Linked DNA regions of Ovis aries: region 1 is linked to region 2. A link is a contact called in public Hi-C data. All regions are on one chromosome and are shown on one strand. The core of a region is the stretch at or near the end of the contact, and the rest is flanking DNA. Distances in the headings are between cores, read along the strand shown.

Region 1 (5,196 bases), core at 1,491-3,990, 180 kb after region 2:
ACACATTTGTTGGGGGGAGTACTCTGTTCTCAACTTTCTCAATTGAATTCCTCACGTGTACATTCGGGTCATTCAAAAGCATGCCTCAGAGGTTTAACAATGGTACTTAAGAGTTTGAACCAACTTCTTTTGCTAAAGTGTAAAAAGCAGCTGCCCAGACGGATTTGAATACCTGGGAAACAGGTTGGCTAATGCATCTGGAACGGGATCTGACATTTACTAGGAAGTGGCAGGGTTGAGACAGCCCCTGAGGATGACAGCCATAGGGGTGACGGGGCGATGGACTCATTTCACACCAGGCCCGAGGTGCTGTACACTGGGTTTCCAAGGTTCGAAAATACATGTCCACCATGAGAAATCTTTTCCGGAAACGCAACAGACCAAGGCCGTGCACACAGGCGTTCCCATCTACTGCAAACAGCTACTCCCTCTCCTTACAAGGACACCAGTCACTGGATTATGGCCCAAGCTAACCCAGAAGGACCTCACGCTAACCTGTAAAGATCCTATTTCCAAAGAAGGCCTCATCTACAGGTCCCAGGTGGACACAAAGTTTGGAGGGTCACTATTCAACCCAGTACTGGGGGTTTTAAATAAAAAGGATCATAAACAGCTGGAAAGAAAGCAAAAGTGAAGTCGCTCACTCGTGTCCAATTCTTTGCGACCCCATGGACTGTACCCACCAGGCTCCTCTGTCTGTGGGATTTTCCAGGCAAGAGTACTGGAATGGGTTGCCATTCCCTTCTCCAGGGGATCTTCCTGACCCAGGAATCAAACCCAGGTTTCCTGCATTGCAGGCAGACACTTTACCCTCTGAGCCACCAGGGAAGGCTGGGGGAACATTTAACAACACAGATTCTTAGTTCTGACCTGCCTGGGACTCTGAGTCAAGTCAACTGAAATGAGGAAGAGGCCCAGAGTCTGCATTTAGCATCTTGGTGACTCTGCGGGCACTAGCAGGTCAGATAACCAGGAAGTGGGGTGAGTGGGAAGGGGGGAATTAAAGGCCAGAGGAGGTGACCAGGCAAAATGACCTGCGTTTGGGTCTGAGAGCACAGAGCAAGGACCCAGGATGCGAGATTCGAAGGAAGATACGAGAAAGCCCAGGGCTGTGGGGTTCTCCCTGTGTTTGTCTCTGGTCTGGGGAAGAGCTCTGCAAGCTTGTTCTTACTTGTAATCATTAGCAAGGACGGGTTAAGGTGACAACACTCAGTGCGAGACTCGTCTCGTGTTTTGTTTTGCATTGTTTTGTCTAAACCAAATGAGCTGTGACTCTGAGCTCTCCACCACGGCTGGTGAGACATTCAGTCTTAGTCACTACAGGCCAACCCAGCTCCCTCCCTGAGAGCCAGAACCTCAGCAAAAGGAACCTTCACTCTTCAGTCCCTCAGGACTGCCTCTGAGATGCTCACCATCCGCCCCGTGAGATCCACTCCCAGCATCACTCCCCGGCCCCAGCGTGGCCGGAGGAAAGCTGGCTGCACTTTCCAAACCCTGAGCCAAGCCTTCGGATCCCCAGAACCCGCAGGTCACCCCCATCGGAGGCCTGCCACCTCCCAGGGCTGCGTGAGAACAGGACACACAGCTCGGCCTTTGGTCCCCGGGAAGCCAACTGGGTCACTCTCCCCAAGTGTCCCTTTCCCATTGACCCACTGCAGGTCCCTCTCCCTGCTGGACCATCAGAACCCCAGTGAGCCCAGCTTGCTGAGACCCTCCTGGGGTGAGGAAGGCCAGCCCTCAGGACACAGAGGCCGGCCGTGGTCTGGAGCGCAGAGGAGAAAGGAGACACACGGTGACTTTCTCCACGAGCTTATCCCGCTGGGCAGGCTCTTACAGGTGTGGGCTGCGTGCCGTGTTTGTATTTGAACATTACACGTTCTCCTCTGTGCTGAATGACCTAAGGTGATTTGGATGCTTTAAATTAAAAAGAAACAGTTTCCCTTCTCTAAGTAACAAGGCGGGGGTCCAGGGTTTGGCACCATCACACACACGGCCGAGTTACTTCACCCGCTTGAACCTCAATCTCTTTTATAAAGGAGGGGTGACATGTTCCTTGCCTTCCTCAATCCCACAGAGCTTGGGAACGCAAGATATGAAACTGCTGTTGCTGTTGTTTAGTTAGCTAAGCTGCAGTTATTAGTGAGCTAAGTCGTGCCCGACTCTTGCAACCTACCCCACGGGCTGCAGCCTGCCAGGCTCCTGGGCAAATCAAAGGCACTTCCTATCTACACAGAGCCCTTATGGTCCTAAGGCATATCCCCAAGGTAAGGATGCTGCACCCACAAGTAAACATGGGGGCCTTTGGACCAAGCATCCTTCTCCCCACCCCTCCTGAAACTGACTGGTTTCTGGAGTCACACTTTTGTCGGTGGAGTTCAGGCGCTGTTTGGGAGGGCTCCTCTGTCTCTGACTTCAAGCCCTCATCGGAGGGTCTGTAAATACATTGTCATCTGGCTGGCCTCCGCTCTAAATGGAGTGGAAAGAAGTCCCTGGACAGCCCGAATAGCCCTGGTTTACATCTGTCCTGACCTAGCGATGAATAACCCCCCTCCCCTTCCAGTCTGATCAAAGATTTATACGCTCACTTAGCTGCTTTAGGTAAAGGGGATTAAGCTAAATACCTATGACGCAAAACACGGTGCCACATAATTATCAAACCCTTTAACGTCTTCTTAAAGGAACACACCCCGACAGGCAATGGACTCTGGCTAATTCCTGAAATCTGACGCCATCTTGTGGTCAGAAGCTGCTGTTCCGACCATTTCGACGGGCTCCTTGGACCTTCTCAGAAGGGATGGAGGAGTTATGGACACAAAACGCACAGGAGTCAGGGGCTTGAAAACTAAGCATCTCAGTAACATACACTTCTGCGTTTGTTGATTAAACAAAACAACCACCATTTTCAGGAGATGCTGACAGAGCAGGAATTAAGTCCCTCAGATTCCAACCAAAAGATTGAATATGCAGTTGTAAGTTCTATCTTATACTGCTACATTGATTAATTCAACAGAGGGGATATGGAAAATGAAATGGAGCTTAAATAAATCCACTTTGTTGTTTAGTCGCTCAGTCGTGTCCGACTCTTTGCAACCTCATGGACTGCAGCCCACCAGGGTTCCTCTGTCCACGGGATTTCTCAGGCGATACTGGAGTGGGTTGCCATCTCCTTCTCCATGGGCTCTTCCAGGCCTAAGGATCGCACCGTGTCTCCTACAATGCTGGGCAGATTCTCGACCACGGAGCCACCAGGGAAGCCCAAGTGTCCGACTCTTGTCTGGAAGAGAGGAGGACTACTCTGTGTAACCAAGGGACTGCCTGGAAATGGTCTGGGTGGTGTTCAAAGACGCTGCCTGAGAAAGCGACTTTGAGCTGCAACCGGACAAATGACTAGGAGACCAGGGGAGGGGCGAGAGCCCGAGCAGGGACGCGGGAACAAGGGTGCAGGTGATCAAAGTGATCGTGGAGCTGAGAGGAGGCCCAGGGCAGAGTGTGGGCTCAGGGAAGGCAGGGGTGCCTGATGCTGCTGGAGAAGCTGGTGAGTGAAGTCCTGCCATGTCCCCAAGTGTGTTAAGGCTTTTCCACCCTTTCTCTGGGGGCAACGGGAAGCCATTCCCATGCTATATGCAAGGAGCCGACAGAGTCGTAGTTGAGTTTCAAAAAGATTATTCTGGTGACAAGGAGAAGGCTGCAGAGGGACTGTAATGAATTTGAGGAGCTGCTCTGCAGGTCCAGGTGGGCATTAGTGGCAGGGAATTCCCCCATACTATAGTGGTGGTGCTTTAGTCGCCAAATCGTGTCCGACTCTTGCCACCCCATGGAATGAAGCCTGCTGGGCTCCTCTGTCCGTGAGATTTCCCAAGCAAGAATGCTGAAGTGGGTTGCCATTTCCTTCTCCAACTCCACATACTGGGCACTAATTGCTTTGTGTGGGTTCACTCATTTAATCCTAACAGAAACCCTATGAGACAGATACTATTATTACACCCATTGTACAGATGAAAAATGAGGCTTGCAGAGACCCCTATGAGACAGATACTATTATTACACCCACTGTACAGATGAAAAATGAGGCACGCAGAGGTCTAATTGCAGAGACCACCCTCTTGGCTACTACACTTCATTGCCTACAGATAGTGGGGGAAAAAATGGAGAAAAGTAGAGAAGGTTTCAAGAGCTATTTCAGAAGCAAAATCAACCAGACTTTGATAGGCTGAATCAGTGACCTGAAAGATGGGTCAGGAGTGACACCTGTTTTGTCGGCTTCACAAGAGTCAACAGGGAAGCTGGTAAGACGTCAGTGTCCAAGGCGGTTGAAGACGTGGGGTGTGACCACAGTTCAAGGAAACCAAGAGGAGACGCCGAGGAGGTCGCTGTCTCAGAAGCCTGGAATGTGGCTCCACTGGGGGAGAGGCGGAGGCTGAAGTCACAAACAGGACTGCCCGGGGAGACGGGAAGGAAAAGCGGGCAAGAACGTAGCCCCAACGAGCTTGGACAGGTCACTGCAGGATAAGCCTGCAAACGAGAGAAGGCTTAAAACCAATGGAGGCAGAATCTAGTACCATGAAAAACCAAAGGAGGACATCCCTGGTGGTCCAGTGGCTAAGACCCTGTGCTCCCAATACAGGGGGCCCACGTTCGATCCCTGGTCGGGGAACTAGACCGCACGTGCTTCAACTGGAGATCCCACGTGCCGCAACTAAGACCTAATGTGGCCAAATAAATACACAAAGAAAGATCCAAAGGAGGAGAAGCCTTCAAGGAACAGAGAAGGGACGAGCAACCAACCACACGAATGCTGTTGGGAAGTCAGGCAAAGCTGAGGACTGGAAACTGTCCCTCAGATTTGGCACCAGGGTCATGGAGACACGTCCTTAGAGAAGTCCAGTGTGGCGTGGTGAGGGGAGAGAGCCGGAGGGGCCTTTCCTTCTTTCTTTCGAGGCAGAGTGTTTATTGAACATGCTTGGACGTCGAAGAGGATGACCCAGGTGACAGAGAGCCATCGAGGGTACAGAATAACTGAGTGTTACTTGGCTGAAAAGGTGTAAGGGGATCCAGAGTGCCGGAGGAGAAATTCAGGTCACACCAGCAGAGGGGTCTGTCCTCGAATGCGGGGTGGGGCCAGCGGGGGTGGGGGGGATCGGAAGAGATAGCACACAGGTTCGAAGGTTCCATGCAGGAAGGGGGAGGAGATACCCG
Region 2 (5,117 bases), core at 2,119-4,618:
AATTCAGTCGCTCAGTCATGTCTGACTCTTTGCGACCCCATGAACTGCAGCATGCCAGGCTTCCCTGTCCATCGCCAACTCCTGGAGTCCACCTAAACCCATGTCCATTGAGTCGGTGATGCCATCCAACCATCTCATCCTCTGTCGCCCCCTTCTCCTCCCGCCCTCAATCTTTCCCAGCATCAGGGTCTTTTCCAATGAGTCAGTCCTTCACATCAGGTGGCCAAAGTATTGGAGTTTCAGCTTTCGCATCATTCCTTCCAAAGAAATCCCAGGGCTGATCTCCTTCAAAATGGACTGGTTGGTTCTCCTTGCAGTCCAAGGGACTCTCAACAGTCTTCTGCAACACCACAGTTCAAAAGCATCAATTCTTCGCTGCTCAGCTTTCTTCACAGTCCAACTCTCACATCCATACATGACCACTGGAAAAACCATAGCCTTAACCAGACAGACCTTTGTTGGTAAAGTAATATCTCTGCTTTTGAATATGCTATCTAGGTTGGTCATAATTTTCCTTCCAAGGAGTAAGCGTCTTTTAATTTCATGGCTGCAATCACCATCTGCAGTGATTTTGGAGCCCCCCAAAATAAAGTCTGACACTGTTTCCACTGTTTCCCCATCTATTTCCCATGAAGTGATGGGACCAGATGCCATGATCTTCGTTTTCTGAATGTTGAGCTTTAAGCCAACTTTTTCACTCTCCTCTTTCACTTTCATCAAGAGGCTTTTTAGTTCCTCTTCACTTTCTGCCATAAGGGTGGTGTCATCTGCATATCTGAGGTAACTGATATTTCTCCCTGCAATCTTGATTCCAGCTTGTGTTTCTTCCAGCCCAGCGTTTCTCATGATGTACTCTGCATATAAGTTAAATAAGCAGGGTGACAATATACAGCCTTGACATACTCCTTTTCCTATTTGGAACCAGTCTGTTGTTCCATGTCCAGTTCTAACTGTTGCTTCCTGACCTGCATACAGGTTTCTCAAGAGGCAGGTCAGGTGGTCAAGGGGGACACAATTCAACCCATAGCCCCAGGTAACCTTAGCTTATCCAGACTTACCTTGCTGCAGAGGGGAAGTGTATTGAAATGTGTCTATAAAGCACACCTCCTCACGCCCCAAGTGTATAAAGTGGATAAATGCTGGCATGGTCAATTACCTTACCATTTTTGAGGGCATTACTATCCTCTGAGGAAACAGAAAGGCTAAACTTGGTTAATGAAGAATTAATAGTTTCTGCAGTCCATGGGGTAGCTAAGAGTCGGACACGACTGAGCGACTTCACTTTCACTTTTCACTTTCATGCGTTGGAGAAGGAAATGGCAACCCACTCCAGTGTTCTTGCCTGGAGAATCCCAGGGACGGGGGAGCCTGGCGGGCTGCCGTCTATGGGGTCACACAGAGTCGGACACGACTGAAACGACTTAGCAGCAGCAGCAGCACAGTCACAACAATAAATCAGTAGAACTGATTCCCTCACACGCTCACATCCCGTCCACACCAGCCAAGGGTATAGTCTATCTTTAATGTCTATTAAGCACCTACTTGTGCCTGACACTGCTCTGAGAGCTGAGTAGAGTTGGACAGAGGATCCTCCTTCCCTTCAGGTGTGGAAAAGAGACACCCAAAGTAATAATTATAAGATGTTGTAAGTGCTTGTATAGAGACATGAACAAGAAAAGACCCCTAACGTTAGGCGAGAAAGCCTTCCTGTGACAGGTGATGCTGGGGTTGACTCTTGAGGGTTGGCTCAGAGATAAAGGAAGTGGGTGAGGGCAGGGAGAGGAGACAAGGAGGAGAAGGGGATGCTGCGTTCAAAGCAGGAAAGACTCATCCTGCCTTCCGGTGACCGCTGACCAGGATTGGAAACCCAGGAGTTGGCACTGACCCTCAGATGCTGCTGAGGTTCTGAAGCATTTCAGCCATCAGCCTGAGGGTTTTGAACTGCCTTATTCTGTAGGAGGGCTTCCCTGATAGCTCATTTGGTAAAGAACCCACCTGCAATGCAGGAGACCCTGGTTCAATTTCTGGGCCTGGAAGATCTTCTGGAGAAGGGATAGGCTACCCACGCCAGTATTCTTGGGCTTCCTTTTTGACTCAGCTGGTAAAGAATTTGCCTGCAGTGTGGGAGACTAGGGTTCAGTCCCTGGGTTGGGATGATCCCCCGCAGAAGGCAAAGACTACCCACTCCCAGTATTCTGGCCTGGAGAATTCCATGGACTGTATAGGCCCGGGGGTTGCAAAGAGTCGGACAGGACTGAGCGACTTTCACTCACTCACTCATCCTGCAGGAAACCCTGGAGCATTTAGAGGAGTTACTTGGTCAGATTTCCTTTATAGAAAGACCTTTCTGAAAGAAAGTGGATAAAGGTGGAAGATTAAGCAGAGGGTAACATGCAAAGAAATTTTTGTAGATGAGGGAAACAGTGAGCGATGAACCAAGGTTGTGATGACAGAAAGAGAGAGGAGAAGGAAGACTTGTCTCCCCCTGTTAGCAAGCGTACATTTCATTTGCTTAAAATTTTGTATTATTTTCCAGATTATGCAAGTTAATGCAAGCTCATTGGAAAAATCTTTAAATGTGTATGAAGTAAAACAAACTTCTAGAATCCCCAAACTCCTTAATTCCAGTCCAGGAGTAAGCATGATTGTTTTTGTGTGTATACTATTAGATTTTTTTTTCAAGATCATATATGTGAGCATCTATAATCATTTACTCAGACTATTTTTTGTAACCTGATTTTTCCACTCTATATATCTTATTTCCCTATTCCACTAAGTGAATTTGTATAACCTGAATTTTAACTGATGTGACGTATTTATTTAGCCAACCTAGAGGACAGATTTGCAAACTGTTTAAGGACTACAAATAGTATGCTGAGGTGACTGATGAGCTGTTAAGGTGTGAAAAAAAAAAAAAAAGAGAAAACCAGGAAACCCCAACTTCCGGGCAGAAACTTTTCTCCCTGCAGTTGTCTTCCTGTTCAGGTCTGAACTGGAGGGAAGGTCAGAGAAAAAAAGACATCCAAAAGGAGTCCGTGAATACGTGTCCTAGTCAATCTCAACAGCGGTGAAAATAAACACTCCTCAGGGCATGCAAACACAGCCCCGTGTTCAGAAACTGCCAGGGCATTCATTAAGAGAGATAAAAATGGCCTGCCCTGAAATCCTCAAAGGATGTGGGTAGATAAGACAAAGGCACCCCTAAACACAGCTGCTGGCAGTCCCAAATCCAGCCGCACCTGATGAGCTGTCTCAGAGAGATGCAAGCAGAGACAGCCTTCTCCACCACGTGGGCAAGCCTCCCTGCGCAGTGCGGCCCTGTCCGCCTCTGCACCGGTCACTCCCCTGACCTCGTCCCGGCGTCCTGGGAGGGCGGCTTGTCCTGGCTCCTCCTTCTCCACAGGGCTTTGTCTTTGCACAGTGACAGGGGGAGGACAAGGAGCGGCCCTTTCCAAGAGGGGCCTCAGTCCCCGTGAGGCACAATAAGTCCAGTGGAGGCTAATAATACAGCTTATTCATTTCCAAAAAATGAAAAGTGGCGGTATTGGGCAACAGACTAATTAATCAGGCACTGCACAATAGGTGCAGCTCGGTCTCCATTGTCTAATGCAGCTCCTACCTACACTCCTGGGCTTCTTTAGAAAAGGTTTATGGTTGAAATATAACTTGAGTCTATTGACCAATGAGGAGCTGAAAGACTCCTTTTCATCTTATGAATGTAAAGTAATAAATTTCAGTCACTTTCTTTCTTTATGTTCATGGGTCAAGTTTCCGAGCAGAATATAAATAATCTCTTCTCTTGCACCTGAGGTAGACTTTCAGAAGCCAAGGACCTTCCTACCTTCCTTCCTTCCCTTCTTCTTTGTTCTTTTCCCAAAGTGTATGAGCGATTTCCCTTCTTACTTTCTTTCTGTCTTAAGGGAAACCAGGGAGTTTAGGACTATCCCTTATGTGGAGCTGATAACGAGGCAGTCTCATAGTATTCTGCCAAAGAGAAAATGTGGGATGCACCTTTATCAAAAAGCTCTCCGTCATGCACAGTTAATTGGAATCACTTGTTTCCTCATTGAGCATTTATGGACCTGCTCCTCCTTTTGTGCCTGGCATTGGATTAGGTGTTGGGAAAGTGTATGGACCACTGTAACCTAGCCCCCAGCCCTGGCTTCAGGAAGCTCACAGTTGACTTGGGAGGTAATTTCAGTAGGACTCGACGGATGCTATAATGAAATGTAGCACAGAGTGCAAAGGAGAAGCTAATTCAAGGGCTGTCGAGGTTGGTTTCTCAGGGAAGGTGCATATGACTGTGAGCTAACAGTGCATGCTAAGGGGTGGGATTACAAGAAAGCATGAAGCGTTTGAAGAACTGGAAGAACCTCAGGGGGTTGGAAGCAAAGGTGAGAGTCGTAGGTACTAACCAGGAGACCCCCGCCCCCATCCTGCAGGTAATAGAGAGCCTCTGATGAGTCTCAAGGGTCTAAGAAGGATGATATGGTCAAACGTGCACTCAGTCAAATGTTCCCTGAACCTTTGTTCACTGCACCACCGTTTATGAGTGTCATCATTTTACTAAGCTACAAGCTCAACGTCCCATTGGAAACCCTACCCTACAGTTCCTGTAGTGGACGCATGAGGTAACTCAGGGTTTACAACCCTGGGCTGAGAAAAAGATCAAGGACATTTCGTAGGTCTTCTTGCTTTACTTTTTCTTTTAGGGCAAAACACGTGTGAACAAAGACCCTCAAATGGTGCTTACTGGGACCAAGATTTTCTGTTTTAATCTTAGATCTTTCATCCTCAAATGCTCGTGAAAGACATGTTGCTTCTGGTTCAAACTTGGGCCAGTGACAAAGCTTTTCATGTTTGTTGACCCAATAATCAGCCATTGCACTCAAAGACTTAGAGTGGATCAGTGTAAAAACAGCTCTTGGTGCATTTGAACTCCAGCCCCCACCCCATAGGCCTGGGCTTGCTGCTGCCATGGGGCCACTGCCACTTCTTCCCAGGGAGGTCTGTGTTTCTCAGCCTGTTTTAACACTAATGTGGAAAAACTATTTGTGTCAAACGGTAAATGGCAAACTCACTTAGGAGATTAGCTCACCTCTGTTCCACAGCAAGAG

Evidence for each region. A called contact is a pair of places that touch in the nucleus more often than the background predicts.
Region 1: a contact with region 2 is called in a Hi-C map of mixed tissues, with 4 times the contacts expected there. The contact joins two enhancer-like sites. A contact is called at or near these places in 2 of 16 Hi-C or Micro-C datasets (liver and mixed tissues).

The regions. Positions count from the first base shown.
Region 1 is chr20:44,356,916-44,362,111 of ARS-UI_Ramb_v3.0, forward strand. No RefSeq gene overlaps it. Among named protein-coding and RNA genes, the nearest start is that of SMIM13, 27 kb to the right of the region's middle. Within about 2 kb of position 2,741, at least 15 of the 54 cell types and tissues checked have an H3K27ac peak or open chromatin away from gene starts, as enhancers often do.
Region 2 is chr20:44,179,358-44,184,474 of ARS-UI_Ramb_v3.0, forward strand. All of the region lies in intron 1 of NEDD9 (neural precursor cell expressed, developmentally down-regulated 9), which reads left to right. Among named protein-coding and RNA genes, the nearest start is that of NEDD9, 120 kb to the left of the region's middle. Within about 2 kb of position 3,369, at least 9 of the 54 cell types and tissues checked have an H3K27ac peak or open chromatin away from gene starts, as enhancers often do.